Regions from separate parts of the Mus musculus genome. Here all the other regions are linked to region 5. Evidence: chromatin contacts called from public Hi-C and HiChIP or PLAC-seq data. All regions are on one chromosome and are shown on one strand. The core of a region is the stretch at or near the end of the contact, and the rest is flanking DNA. Distances in the headings are between cores, read along the strand shown. Region 1 overlaps Tbc1d1 (TBC1 domain family, member 1). Region 2 overlaps Gm52815 (a long non-coding RNA gene). Region 3 holds the start of Pgm2 (phosphoglucomutase 2). Region 4 has its middle 30 kb from the start of Gm3716. Region 5 overlaps Tbc1d1 (TBC1 domain family, member 1).

What was found. A called contact is a pair of places that touch in the nucleus more often than the background predicts. HiChIP or PLAC-seq counts read pairs in DNA pulled down with a chosen protein or histone mark.
Region 1: a contact with region 5 is called in a FOXA1 HiChIP or PLAC-seq map of pancreatic cancer cells. The contact joins two enhancer-like sites. A contact is called at or near these places in 2 of 484 Hi-C or Micro-C datasets (embryonic stem cells and nephron progenitors) and 1 of 115 datasets of contacts at active chromatin or transcription factors (pancreatic cancer cells).
Region 2: a Hi-C map of liver shows a contact between it and region 5, with 4 times the contacts expected there. The contact joins two enhancer-like sites. A contact is called at or near these places in 2 of 484 Hi-C or Micro-C datasets (bone marrow-derived macrophages and liver) and 3 of 115 datasets of contacts at active chromatin or transcription factors (embryonic stem cells, large pre-B cells and microglia).
Region 3: a contact with region 5 is called in a FOXA1 HiChIP or PLAC-seq map of pancreatic cancer cells. The contact joins the promoter of Pgm2 here to the enhancer-like site in region 5. A contact is called at or near these places in 1 of 39 promoter capture datasets (the HPC-7 cell line), 1 of 484 Hi-C or Micro-C datasets (myocytes) and 1 of 115 datasets of contacts at active chromatin or transcription factors (pancreatic cancer cells).
Region 4: a Hi-C map of liver shows a contact between it and region 5, with 9 times the contacts expected there. The contact joins two enhancer-like sites. A contact is called at or near these places in 2 of 484 Hi-C or Micro-C datasets (liver and myocytes) and 1 of 115 datasets of contacts at active chromatin or transcription factors (pancreatic cancer cells).

Annotation. Positions count from the first base shown.
Region 1 is chr5:64,195,837-64,198,536 of GRCm38.p6, forward strand. The region is part of intron 2 of Tbc1d1 (TBC1 domain family, member 1); the gene reads left to right. Among named protein-coding and RNA genes, the nearest start is that of Tbc1d1, 37 kb to the left of the region's middle. Within about 2 kb of position 1,270, at least 74 of the 459 cell types and tissues checked have an H3K27ac peak or open chromatin away from gene starts, as enhancers often do. A contact at or near this core is called in pancreatic cancer cells, where this site is marked.
Region 2 is chr5:64,502,402-64,505,101 of GRCm38.p6, forward strand. Gm52815 (a long non-coding RNA gene) reads left to right here. Exons shown (of 3, transcript XR_003955927.1): 3 at 1,030-2,700. Among named protein-coding and RNA genes, the nearest start is that of Gm52815, 8.0 kb to the left of the region's middle. Within about 2 kb of position 1,305, at least 71 of the 459 cell types and tissues checked have an H3K27ac peak or open chromatin away from gene starts, as enhancers often do. A contact at or near this core is called in bone marrow-derived macrophages, liver and microglia, where this site is marked.
Region 3 is chr5:64,091,634-64,094,333 of GRCm38.p6, forward strand. It overlaps Pgm2 (phosphoglucomutase 2), which reads left to right and starts at 1,306. Exons shown (of 14, transcript NM_025700.3): 1 at 1,306-1,455. The coding sequence starts at 1,351.
Region 4 is chr5:64,579,199-64,581,898 of GRCm38.p6, forward strand. No RefSeq gene overlaps it. Among named protein-coding and RNA genes, the nearest start is that of Gm3716, 30 kb to the right of the region's middle. Within about 2 kb of position 1,298, at least 188 of the 459 cell types and tissues checked have an H3K27ac peak or open chromatin away from gene starts, as enhancers often do. A contact at or near this core is called in liver and pancreatic cancer cells, where this site is marked.
Region 5 is chr5:64,343,132-64,345,831 of GRCm38.p6, forward strand. Tbc1d1 (TBC1 domain family, member 1) reads left to right here. Exons shown (of 22, transcript NM_001310611.1): 21 at 2,121-2,294. Among named protein-coding and RNA genes, the nearest start is that of Gm43837, 33 kb to the right of the region's middle. Within about 2 kb of position 1,405, at least 168 of the 459 cell types and tissues checked have an H3K27ac peak or open chromatin away from gene starts, as enhancers often do. A contact at or near this core is called in bone marrow-derived macrophages, liver, microglia and 1 more, where this site is marked.

The sequences.
Region 1 (2,700 bases), core at 20-2,519, 150 kb before region 5:
TTTGTATGTGTGGTGTGTGTGTGTGTTTGTGTGTGCTTGTGTGTATGTGGAGTGTGTGTGTGTATGTGTGTGGTGTGTGTTTGTGTGTGTGGTGTATGTGTGTGTGTGGTGTGTTTATGTAAGACAAGGACTCTTGTAACTCTGGCTATCCTTGACCTTGTTGTATAGTAAGGGTAACTTTGAACTCCATATCTTCCTGTTCCCCCTCCTACCTTCTGGGATTCCAGACCTTGCCACGATGCCTAAAAAACCCACAGATCTTTCTTGCTGTGGCTGTGTTCCTTGGCAGCTAGAAAGACATTTAAAATGTAAGTTTAACCATCAGTAAACTGAGGGCACCACAGATTCCATTAGATAGACTATAAGGACAAAAGAGAAGATCTGTGCTGAGTATTTGGCATCTGCCCTACATCCAGCAAGCTGTGACCATGCCCAGCATGGTGAATGGTGAGCACTCTGAAGACAAGATTGGCATGATCTTGGCATCTGTGTGGATTACACCATGGGAGGCTGCCTTACCATGCTTCACTGGGGTGGCTTGTCTGTGAGGTCTGCCAAGTCTCTGAGAACTGGGTCTAAGCCAAGAGACATGTCATAGTCTTTTGAGGGATTTTCTTTTAACCTGTTTAGTTATTTATTATTTATGTATGTGTGTACTTTCAGAGGCCAGAAAAGGGCATCAGATCCCTACCCTACCCCACCCTGCCCAGCTAGAGTTACTGGCAGTTGTGAGTCACCCAACCTAACATGGGTACTTGGTACTGAACCCTTGACCTCTGGAGGAAGAGTATGTACTCTTAACTGTTGAGCCATCTCTCCAGCTCTTTAGACACAATTTATTATTTGACTTTGAGTTTCTGTGTAGGCTTATTAGTCTTGAAAAACTATGTTTCAACAGACCACACATGACCAGTCCTGATCTTTGACGCAGGGCCAAAAATGTCTCAGAAGCCTGGCAAGTGGGGCACACAGAGCATACTGAAAGCCAGCAAGGCCCCCTGTACTGCATGTGTTCTGTGTAAATGAAGACACTCAGAAGACCAGTTGGTTTTGACCTCTGGATCCAATGGATAGAACCACTGGACAGGCAATGTCGGCTGTGGGTACACCATGCGTTGTGGTTCTGTGTACTGGGGCTGCAGGGCTGGCCTGTGGTTAGATGAGAATCCAGACTGCTGGAATCTAGAAATGTCAGCTGGCTAGGCAGCTGTCTGTCCAGGAGCAAGGTCAGACATACAGGATGAGTCAGGATGGGTTTGGACGACACTAGTGTAGGATGTTCAGAGGCTAGTCCAGGCTGCCTGTCACAGGGATAGGTCAGGACTGAGAACAAGGCTAGCCAGAGCTGTGTCCAAGAACCAGAGTGGAAACTAGAGAGAGAGAGAGAGAGAGAGAGAGAGAAAGCCAAAGGCCACAGCAGGGCGGGGCAGAGAGGGACGGGGGAAGAGGAATGTTTTCTTTGCTTGCTAACTGGTCAGGAAGTCTGTATCAAGAAAAGGGAGACGAGGGCGCAGAAGACGGGTTTCCTTTCTGTAGGACAGAACCTGGCGAGCAGAGGGCAGTCTGACCCAGGGTAACTTGCAGTTTCTGTGGGGAGGAGTTCAGGGTAAGAGGGGGTCACCTGTGCTACTTCCCCAGGGTCCTGTCACATGGACATTTCTCCCTCTCATCCTCATATAGACTCAACTGTGCCGCAGAAATAAATGAACCCCGAAGCTCAGTGGTTAGCACAAGGATCCTCTAGTTGCTGCTCCGGGGCCTGTGTGCTCTGAGTTGACGATAGCCAAGAGTCTTTGTTCTGAGGCCCCAAGCTGCCTCTCTCTTATGTTCTGTTGTGACCTCTGCTATAGTGCAGAAGAAAAGACTGGGAAAGTTCCCTTACTTCACTCTAACCCCACACTGTATTTCTTTTTTTTTTTAATTTAGTTTAATTTTTTATTTTTTGAACATTAGTGTTTTATCTGCACATATGTCTATGTGGAGGTGTTAGGTCCCCTGGAACTAGAGTTACAGACAGTTGTAAACTGCCACATGGGTGCTAGAAATTGAACCCTGGTCTCCTGGAAGAGCAGTCAATGCTCTTAACCCCCGGATCCCTCTCTCCAGCTCCCAACACTGTATTTCTTATCTAGACTTTTTGGGCAAGTTCCTTAACAGTCTCCACATTTCCACCCTTGTCTTCCCCAGGTCTAAGGCAGCCAGCTCCAGGCATGACCATCATTGCCGCAGATCTGGTGATGTGCCCTTCTGCTGCCCTCTCCACTTATGGTCTAGCATAGCTCTGCCCTTCAGAGAACAAGCCATGGAGACTTAGTAAGATTTTCTCGGCCTTCTGAGTCTCATTTTGCCAGTTGCCCTACCTCTCCCAGTTGCTTACATCTCATATCCCCTTATCCTAGGCCCACGTCATCCTCTTTCTCTAGTCTATAACATTCCATGGCCTCTCTTAGTTCTAGAGCATCCCAGATTCCCTTTGTTCCTGTGACCTAGACCGCTCAGTACCCTCCCTGTTTGGCTACCTTTAACTTAACTTGCCATTTCTAAGCTTGCATGCCACTTTCCCAGAAAGCCTCTCTTGCATAAATTTGCAAGGAAAATCATAGGCTTCAGTAGACTGTAATCTTCAAGAGAGGGATTTCCATCTTGCTCCCTGAATGACCCACACACTTAGAACTGTCCTTAACACATAACAGTTAACAC
Region 2 (2,700 bases), core at 55-2,554, 160 kb after region 5:
TGGTTTTTCATGATAGAATGGTGTGAGGACAGCATTTTTGTAGGCAGGTGGACACAGTCAAAGGTACAAAGAGGTGACAGCGATGTCAGTTGTGTTCTCTTGAGAAATAGCTTTCGAGTCAGCCATGGTGGTACATGCCTGCACACCCAGCATTTTGGAGGTAGAGGTAAAAGGACTTCCAGTTCCAATCTGGTTTGAAACATCGACTAGGAGGCAGAGGCAGGTAGGTCTCTGTGAACGCAAGGCCAGCGTGGTCTGCATAGTGAATTCCAGGACAGCAGCGCTATGAAATGAGACTTTGTCCCAAAAACAATAAGCAAAAAGTAAAGGCTAGAGTCTATTGGTCCATTTTGTGCTGCTCTAACAGAATCCTCACAGACTGGGTAATTTTCCCCCCCAAGACTGGGCTTCTCTGTAAAGCCCTGGCTGTCTAAGAACTCACCCTATAGACCAGGCTGGCCTCAAACTCAGAGATCTTCCTACCTCCCTAGCTACGGAGTGCTGGAATTAAAGGCATGAACCACCACTGTCCTCTTCAGACTGTGCAGCTTTTAAGAAGAGAGATTTTTTTTTCACTGTCTAGAGGCCAGGGACTCCTTGATAAAGGTATTTCATCAAGGGCTGCTTTTCATTCTGGGTCATTCTATGGCAAAAGGCAGAAGAGCTAGAGATTGCATGGGAACAGCCATGTGAACAAGAGGCCAGTCGTGTTTTTCTACTAAGTCTAGCACTCCTGCCCTAGTAACCCACTCCTGCAGTGCAGCACTCTCTTGTCCTAATGATCTAGTATCAAGCCCAATGCCCCCAACTAATGAATGGAGGGAAAGCTCTCAGCACATGAAATTGGGGGGGGGGGAGGGGGAGGCACACTCAAACCACAATAGTATCCTCACTTCCATGCAAGATGTTTCTATAAATTTTTGAACAATGTTTCAAGAATGTAGCTTTGTTTATAAGTAATTTTTGAACAATGTTTCAAGAATGTAGCTTTGTTCATAAGTGGTGCTTTTGTGTTTTCTTTTTACAAAGGTGAAGTTAAAATGAAGCACTTAGGGTAGATCCTAGTCCAGGGCCTTGGGAATCCAGACAAACACAAAAGGGTGAAGACACAGAAATCAGACAAGTAAGTACAAGGCAAGGAGAAAGTTCTGGAACAGATCATCACTCTCAAGCCTCAGACGTGCACAGACTCTCAGCTTTCCAGCATCTATCACCCCCAAAATGGGAAACTTCTGCCCTTGGCTGCACTTTGTTGCAACAGACCTGGCAGAAGTCCAAACAAGACAAAAAGCTGATTCTGCAGCCTACCCCTGCCTGCCAGCTGATCGGCCTTGTTCAAGCTGGAGAACCTCTGGAGAGTCCAGCTCTGTATGGGGTTCTTTCTTCCGAGCAAACCCTTAAGCTGTGGGAGGGCTGGATCTGTGTGATCTGACCTGTACCTGTCCCGGGCTTCCTTGCAGCTCCCCTGAGACAGCTTTTCCCTGTGAAGCTAGCCAGCAACTCCCATCAGTAGCAGGCAAGAATCCCAGGACTCACTCGACGAACCAGCCTCGTCTGGCTGGATTCTTGAAGAACATATGGAGTCACCCTATTCCCCTATAGCAGCTTCAACTCTCAGGTTCTCTTTCTTGTAGCCCATCTCCTGGGTCCTCGGTGGTCCCTGGGGGTCCCCGGCAAGAGGCAGGTTGTTTAGGCCAGCCAGATACCACTTAAAGAGACCCAATTCAAAACATAACCGTGTGCGACTCAACTTACGGTCAGGCTCTGAATCTACAAGAATTTCATAAACAAGTAACATTTAAAAAAATGGTTATCGATGAAGGAAAAAAAGAACCTGAAGAAATCAGATGATGTGAGGGAGGTTTAGGCAAGACCTTTCAGGTACAGTGTGTTCTAAAATTTGACTTTTGAATTGTAGAAATAAATGACCTATTAAAATAAAATTTTAATTTAAAATGTGCTCTCTACTTAAGAGGGTACCCGAGTGTGTGTGTGTGTGTGTGTGTGTGTGTGTGTGTGTGTTTTTGCATTGGAAACACACCCAGTGTAATTTGTAAAATAAATACATAATAAATAGGTTAAATGTTTATTTTGACTTATGTTTTCAAATGCCAGTTGTTTAATTTACCATGAAGGATTGCTGGCAGACCCATCATCACTGGTACCGAATACGGCATTCAGACCTTGACCTAGGCTGGCCTTCCCAGGAAACCAGCTCTGTGGCCTTGCCCTCTTCACTCTTCCCATCAATACCACAGGCTGACTTCTCCTGTTGACAGGCGCATGGTCAACACACACACACACACACACACACACACACACACACACACACACACACACAGAGGTTTCCATTGCACATGCACAGTGGGAGGTCATTGGCTAAGCGGTTTCAAAACACACAGCCTAAGTCGTGGCAAGATCCAACCTTAAGAATGCGTTTATTTGATTCCATGTCACTGTACCATATACTTGGGCTACTCTAAAGAGAGACATAGGTCCCCTTTCCCCAAGCACTTTACTTGGAGAAGTTCAGGGCCAGAAAGGCTGCTGTCTTCTTCCTCAGTCCTAGGGCAGAAACTTCCATGAAAGCTGGTGAGGTGATGTTCACCCGCATCTTTTTTAGACCCTCCCCTCCTTACCTTAAACCGCTCCCCCACCCCCCACCCCCCAAGAAGGAAAAGACAAAAGAATGCTATAACA
Region 3 (2,700 bases), core at 56-2,555, 250 kb before region 5:
GCTACATCCATGAAGTTGTATACAGTTCTTCATTCTCACTGGGCTGTGTAACTCATGGCTTATCGATCATCATTTATGTATATGATTTAGAATGAATATACCACTACATATTTATCCATTCTATTGTTGGCAATCTGGATGTGTATGGTTGGAGCTTTTTGCGACTAAATCTGCTAGAAACCTTTTAAAAAGTTGTGTGTGTGTATGTGTGTGTGTGTGTGTGTATGTTTGTATTTTGCCTGCATACATGTCTATGCACCATGGATATATATGACAATGGAGGTCTGAAAAGGATGCAGGATCCCCTGGAACTGGAGTTTCAGACCATCCTGAGCAGCCATGCTAGTGCTGATAATCAAACTTAGGTGCTCTGGAAGAACAACCCGTGCTCTTAACTGCTTTGGATTTTTTTTGTTTAATTGTTTTTTCTTTCGTTTTAGGGTTGTTTGTTTGTTTGTTTGCTTGTTGAGACGAGATCTCACACTGGAACCCACGGTGAACTGGAACTCACTTTGTAGGCCAGGCCCTGAACTCACAACAGTCCCAACAGTCGGGACTGCAGGAGCGAGGAAGGCATCATGTGCGGCTCAGAACCATTCTTGCTTGTGCTTCCCCGTGCCCAGCCAGGTGTGCACATACATCACCCAGCTGACCTGGAATTCTCGTTTGTGTGTGGCGACCTCAGGCGGATGAGTCGACATTCTTTTTACATTTTCTAGTGTGAAAATCCAGTTGACCCGGTGCCTTGAAATTACAACTCGTCCTTCCGGTTGCTCTTCTGACATAAACTGTCTTTGCAAGTGTTATCTCATTTCTGGCTCGTTGGTCTATTTGATTTATTTCCCACTTGGCTCTTCTTTTTCAAGATTTGTTTCCCCCTCTGCTATTCTCTAATTTAATTTACATTTTGAGATAGGATCTCCCTATGTACCCCTAGTTAGTCTAGAGTTCACTATGTAGATCAGATTGGCCTCTAACTCACAGAGACCTGCCTGCCTCTGCCATGTGGCTACTGGCCTGCGCCAATGTGCTCTGCTTCCCAGCGCAGTCAGACTAGCATCTCAGGTGTGATGGGCACCAAATGCATACTTGATGTTTGCTGGAGGACCCTGGGTATGTAGGGCCTAGGAGACTAGAGTAAGGCGAGCCTCCAGCTCTCCTAACAACAAAGCACTCCCCAATTGCCTGGCCCTCCGGGAAGCACACCCACTAATGGCGAGTCTGGAACCGGGCGGGGCTGCTGCACGTCCTCTTCCCTCCGGCTCTCTGACTACGCCTCTTTCCCCGCCCTCTCCCCGCCCCTCCAGAAGGGTGACCCGGCCTCCTCCGCCCGGTTGTGACTGCTGCGGGATGGCGGCGGCGACACCGACAGAGACACCGGCTCCGGAAGGCAGTGGCTTGGGTATGGACGCGCGACTGGACCAGGAGACCGCGCAGTGGCTGCGTTGGGACCAGGTAAGGGCCGATCTCCGGCTCTTCGGTTCTCGGGCGCCGTGGCTTGTCCGGCAGGGAGCCGGGCCCAGCTTCCTTCTTTCCTTCCCTGCCTCGCCACACGGTGCCTGCTCGGCATAAGCTGTTGCGGGACTGGAGACAGCTGTGTGGCTCGCCCGGCTGCTAGACCCGGTAGAGGAGCGAGCTGGGGGGCGGGGAGTGGGGTGGAGAGTGAATGTAGCGGGCCTGGGACCCGGGGTAGTCCACGCACGAGAAGGTTTTTGAGGTTCTGTGATGGGCTGAGCATCTTCATCCATTCAGAATCCGCTCTGTCCCGCCTTTCCCGGGACCTGGACTTCTCCACAGTCCAGACCACCTTTTCTGATTTCATGGATACTACCGGGTCCCTGATGGGCCAGGCTGACAGGGAGTTTTCCAGAGAACATACACTCCACTGGGAAGGTGACAGGGAACGCTTTGGCCCCAGCTGCGCCTTTCCCCTGTAATGTCTTAGTCAGTCGGCCAGCTCCGGACATCACTTCCTTTGCCCTCTACAAGTTCTCTCTGACCTGTGCTTTCGCGTGTCCTGTTGCTTTCCCGCAATGTTCCTCTTGCCGGTGTTCTGCTGACTTTATTTCTCTTGTCGTTTTTCCTGTGTGAACTTAGCGGATCTTTCCTGTCTCCCAAGTGCAACTCAAACTCTCTCTCTAGACAGCCCAGGCCTTTGGTTCCCTGCTCTTCCTGGAATTGAAAGACAATCCCTTACAGGCTTGTTTGTTTAAAATTTGTCGGTATCCAGGGCTGACTTCAGGAGGTGAGACCCACGCAGATCCACTGAACCTGTACTCAGGGAAGGGCCCAAGCCGTATTTTAAAGCACTACTTTGAGATTCTCTATTGTTAAACACGGAGTCTTTCGTTCTAATTGTGCACTGGCCCCCCCTGAAAATTATGTAGCTGGTGCTGTGTGTCTCTGCTGCTTTCCGTGGTCTATAGTACCGTAGTACCGTAGTGCCGTACTGCATGTCTATAGTTGGTCCCTGAAACATTTGGTGACTGGATAGAGGCTGGAAGGCTCAGCAGAGGCCTTTGCTCGCTCACACCTAGAAAATGAATAGTCAGGCCATCCTGGAAACAGGATGGCAGTGCTAGCGCCTCATGGGAGGTTTTGTTTTGCTTTGTTGTGGATTTTTTTTTTCCTGGAAACATAAAGCATTCCAGGATGTTTAAGGGGAGGAAACTGTTTCCATTTCTGATCACTTAATAACTT
Region 4 (2,700 bases), core at 48-2,547, 240 kb after region 5:
TCTGGACCCTGACCTGGCCACCCTTACTTTCAGAGCTCTGAGCAGGTCTGTAGCAGATCCCAATTTGCAAGGCTGGTGAAGGAACAGAGGGTAAGAAGTGATTCCTGCGTCTGCCCTTTGCCCCCTCCGAGGTCACATTGCTTAATGAATCTAGCTGAAAAAAAAAAAAAAACAGTTGAGTGTTGGGAGAGTCGCAGCATCCATGTGTCTTCATAAAGTACCTGTCTCTATACAACAGGCCACTTTCTTCTAATAAAAAGCTCATAAGACAGGCAACTGGACGTGTGGATCTCCAAGCTTACAGAATGAACTCGAACTTGAAAGAGATCCAGCCCATAACGACATTTATTATTTTTAGAGCATTACCTAGTCATTTTGATTAATTCTCTTAGAGTACTTTTCCCTCAAGCTCCCTAGGGGGAGGAGGGTGTGTTGGGGGGAGGGGGGAGGTCTAACGAGACTGTAAAAATACAAATTTAACCTCGGTGAGGAGTTGACATGTTTAGAACTGTAACATGGCAAATCATTGTGAAATCTTCTAATGGGTGCCCGTCCCCTGCCAAACAAGCCCAGCACCCAAAGCACACAAAGAAATCATTGAAAGACACTGGACCGTGTCCAAAAGGCCAGGGCTAATGTTTCACCTAATCTCCCTCCTGGTCTCTCCTGCCTACTGCCGGCCCCACCCACAGGATCCGCACTGGAGAGCTCCCCGCAGCTGCTCCGGGGCATTTACACCCTCTCACCCCACAGCAGCAGGAGGAAAACCATTATGAAGCCAGCAATATAAAAGGGGAAAGATGCGTGGAGGGGGGAGGTGGGAGCTGATGGAGGCAGCGCCTGTTTTCTGGCAGGGTTGCTATGCTTGGGGTGGGGCCAGGAAGAAGGCCCAAATGGGGCCAGAGGTGACCCTGGTTCACGTTTCCTAGGACACTGCAACTTAGGGTAGAAGTGCCTAGGAGCTGGTAACAACAGGGCTTGTTTTTTGTTTTGTTAAGTTCAATTTGTTTCCAACTCTTCTTATCTTGGCTCTGTCTTGGGCATCACAGACTCCAGAGCTTTGCAGGCACAGGGTGGGGTAGGGTGGGGCTGAGTCATTCTTTCTTTCTTTTCTCTTAAAGGGATAGGACTAGGGACGCCTCTTTGAATGCCTGTGGTTTGCTCAGATGTGATGGCAGTCCTTAGTAAAATACTCCGACCAGGCAAGAGTTCTTTTTTCTCTTTGAGGGAGGCTTTCACAGAGATGGCCACCAACAAATTCTAAGGGCAGAAAGGATGTTTGCTGGGAGGACTTTGGACCTGTAAGATAACCCTGATGTTAATCATTATTTCAGCTGGCCAGAGCTGGCCTTGAACTTCTGGACTTGCTAAGTTGAATATGAAGAAATAAATCCAGTCCGGTTGGTTGTAGTGGATGTTTTTAATTCCAGCACTCAGAGGCCGAGGCAGGCTGATCTCTGCAAATTCCAGGACAGCCAGAGCTACACAAAGAAACCCTGTCTTGAAAAGCCAAAAATAAAAAAAAAAATAAAATAAAATAAAATAAAGAAATAGATCCCTTTTAAAAATGAGCATTGATGTAAATGTGAACCTCAGGATTTGTCAAAATTTGTCTGGGAAAAGTATTATGCTTAATATAGGGGCTGTCCAGGTTTGGGAGTCACAGGCCCAGCTGGAATCTCAGCTCCATCATTTCCAGGCCTGTGGCTGTGGCCCATATCTACAGCCTCAGTTCCCCATCTCTAGTAAGGGCAGTGATAGCCTCTGGCTCCCCAAGAGTTCCTTCAGCTGCTCCGGCATCTCAACAGATGTGTATGGCTTGTGCACCCTCCTCCAATCCACAGAGGACATGTGCGCTTCAGCCAGCAAGGAACAAAGGAAAAAAAGTTCAGCCCCTTCCTTGCAGCTTTGTATGGATCGAGAAGTAGCTTCAAACACACAGGACCCAGACACCCTAAGGCTCTTTCTCTTGTTTACTTATTTTTTTATTTTATTTTTCCATTCCATAGCCCTCACTGTGTGATAAGCGCCTTCTGAGCGCTTGACAGAGGTTGACTCCGCCCACCTTTCACCAGTTGCCTATGAAATGCACAGTCTGGGGATTCTTGTTTTGCAGGGGAGGAAACAAACACAGCTTATGGTCCAGGGACATGGCACAAGGGTCTCACCAGTCAAGACTTGAACCCAGGCAACCTAAGCCCTTGTCTTTGTGGGGATTGTGGGCAACTGTTTATTTGGTGAGGGCAACCAAAGGTCTCTCTGTATGAGATACCCAGGCTAGCTCTGCACAGCCTAGAAAATATTATTACTGAAGTTGTCAAAGTCTTCACTGATAAACATTCATAGCCAGAACCTCGGACCAGAAGGACCAGATGAGGTCAGCGGAACAGAGAAGCTGGTTCCCAGCCCTGTGGCTCGCTGCCCATCGCTCCACTCCCACCAGGAGGCGGCTGCAGCCTCTTCTCTGGTCTCCCCCTCAGCCTTTTGGCTCAGTTGACTGTGAATTTGCTGATGGTTGCAGCCTGAGTAGGTGGAGGGTGGCGGGAAGGAGAAAACATCGAAGGAGTCAAGGATAAAGGAAACAACTGGTTTTTAAATTCCAGTGGTTATAAAATCAGTAGCTGGCCATGGCAGACATTGCAAAAGTGGCAGATTTCGATCCTGTTTCCCAGACTCTGTCTCCCCATCCACTTTCCAGCT
Region 5 (2,700 bases), core at 155-2,654:
AGGAGCACTTTCATGGCAGTGGGAACCCCACAGTGCATATCCATTGCAGTTCTGCTGAGATACGAGGTTCAGTTCCAGAAGGTCCAGCTAAGATGGAGGCTTTCCAGGCATGCACCGGAACCTCTGTGAACTGTATCCCTTCACCCCCAGCTCAGTGCGGGGAGGTAGGTGTTACGCCCTGTGTGGGAGGCCAGGAACTGAGGCCCAGAGAGACTGAGTCCCTCAGATCCTCAGGGGCAAAGCTGACTCCCAGCCTGAGCTGTCACCAGGGATGGGAAATGCTAATGGTGCCCACTGAGCCTCTCAGGAACAAAAAGAAATCAGGTAGACGTGACAGCACGGGACTTAGTATTTGCATAGACTAACTTTTGAATCTACTTAGTATTAATCATGGAGTTAACCTGAAAACTAGGAAGCTGAATTTTTTTTTTTAAGACAACTGGGAATGGCAGGAATGTGGCAGGGCTTTGTAGGACAGCTTCAGTGCTCATAGGGAAGGGAACCCTGTAGGGGACCCTAGGGGAAAGCTGGCGTCCCACAGCTAGGAAGGGTGTTGGCTGCATTAGTTAGGAAATGCAGTAGAGTACAGCTTCTGTCCTTCAGAAGCCGCAACTCCATTCTCAGAAGAGTGTTCTAGACTGCCAGACCACCTTGAGAGTTGTGATGGTTGCTTTCGACTGTCAGCTTGCCAAGATAGAATCACCTTAGGACTGGTCTAAGACAGTTTCCAGATTAGGCTAATTAAAGTGAGAAAACTTACCCTAAATTCGGACAGTGCCATCCCAGGAGAGACAGCTCCCGGGAGGAGAAAGGAGACAGTGAACTGAGCTGCTACACTTGGCTCTAGGCTTCCTGGCTGTGCGTGTATTGTACCCAGCCATCTCAGGCTTCTGCCACCTCAGGCTCCAGATACCTCAGGCTCCAGACACCTCAGCCTCCAGACACTCCTGTCTCCTGTCACCTCAGACTCCAGACACCCCTGTCTCCTGCCACCTCAGGCTCCAGACACCTTAGCCTCCTGCCACCTCAGGCTCCAGACACCCCTGTCTCCTGCCACCTCAGGCTCCTGCCACATCAGGCTCCAGACACCTCAGGCTCCAGACTCCTCTGTCTCCTGCCACCTCAGGCTCCAGACGCCCAGGCTCTCCACCTCATGAACTGGGCCAAAATAAACCCTTTGTTCTTTGTTACTTTCATTGACCATTTTGTCACAGCAGTATCAGGAAAGTACCTGTTATAGGCCTCTGCTGGGTGACTTCAGCCTGCAGGCTTACCTTATTGGAGAGAGGGCATTGCAGTGAGCAGCAGTCTGCTGACTCACACTGGGCCCACTCCAGCCCTGTCGCTCTTCCTCCTCAGGAGAAAGTGCAGACACTGCCCCCTGGGTGGCGTCTGCACTTTGGGCTTGTTTCACAAGTGTGGCTCTGTTGTCACTGTTGCTGTTAAAGGAAGAGAGCCGGCTCTGCTCATCCATGTGTGAGTGACAGTTGGGATTGGCTCATTTCTGCAGATCTGGGTCAAGAGGACTTTTTCTATAAACAGTCCCATTACTTTGTCATTCTTACAATTCTTAAAAACCCAGCTGAATTGTAACTAAATGTGGTGACCTTGCAAACAGAACATGAGTCCTTTGTCACATTTAACCTATAGTCAGCGTATTTCATAGCATTTGCAGGGAAAGCCGCTAAGAACTACAGTTTTGAAAGTCTTGTCTGTGCCCCTGAGTGCCTGGTGCCTATGAAGGCCAGAAGAGGGTGTCAGCTCCCCTGGGAACTGGAGTTACAGCTAGGAGCCACCAGTGGGTGCTGAGAATTATACCTGAATCTTCGAGAAGGGCAGCCAGTGCTTTTAACTGCTGAGCTGTCTCTCTAGGCCTTGAAAAGTTTTTTTGTTTTTTAAATCTTTTTGGCCTTGTAGAAGCGTGTTAGAACCTATATTTATTCTTTTCCTTTGCAATTACCTCTAGGTGTTTGTTGTCCTCACCGTGTAAAACCATTGACCTTGTCAGAGCTGAGTTTTCTCCTCTCCGTGTGCTTCCACGCGTGCGCGTGAGCACAGGTACCTGTGCCCGTGGGAGGCCTGTCTCAGTGACTCAGCCTGGTGGCTTCTCTACCCAACAGGTGTTTGAGATGGACATCGCCAAGCAGCTCCAGGCCTATGAGGTCGAGTACCACGTGCTCCAGGAGGAGCTTATTGAGTCCTCGCCTCTCAGTGACAACCAAAGAATGGAGAAATTGGAGAAAACCAACAGCAGCTTGCGCAAACAGAACCTTGACCTCCTGGAGCAGTTGCAGGTAGAGCATATTTGCCGAGCGGCTTCCCGAGCCTCTGTGTAGTCGCTCATTAACTCACCAAAGGCACCAGCAGCCCGGGCTTTCCCAGGACCGCAGGACCTTTCCCACCCCGCGCTCTTTGTAGTTGCGATCAGAGGTGTCCCAGGAGAATCAGCCCTTTTATTGCAGAGCAGACAGTGTCCTTGCCACGGTCAGACAGTCCAGGAGCTTTCTGAGAGGCTCTTTCTACACTAAGCTTTGCAGGAGACCAGCTTGGCCCCAGATGCTGACTGCCAACAATTGTGCTTTGAATAATGATGAGAGAGTCTTAAGCTTTTGTTGCCTGGGGGGGAAACAGGCCAGGTCCTTGGAGAGATACTGAAGGAAGGAAGTAACTTAGAAATCTATCTAACGAACTAAATCAGAA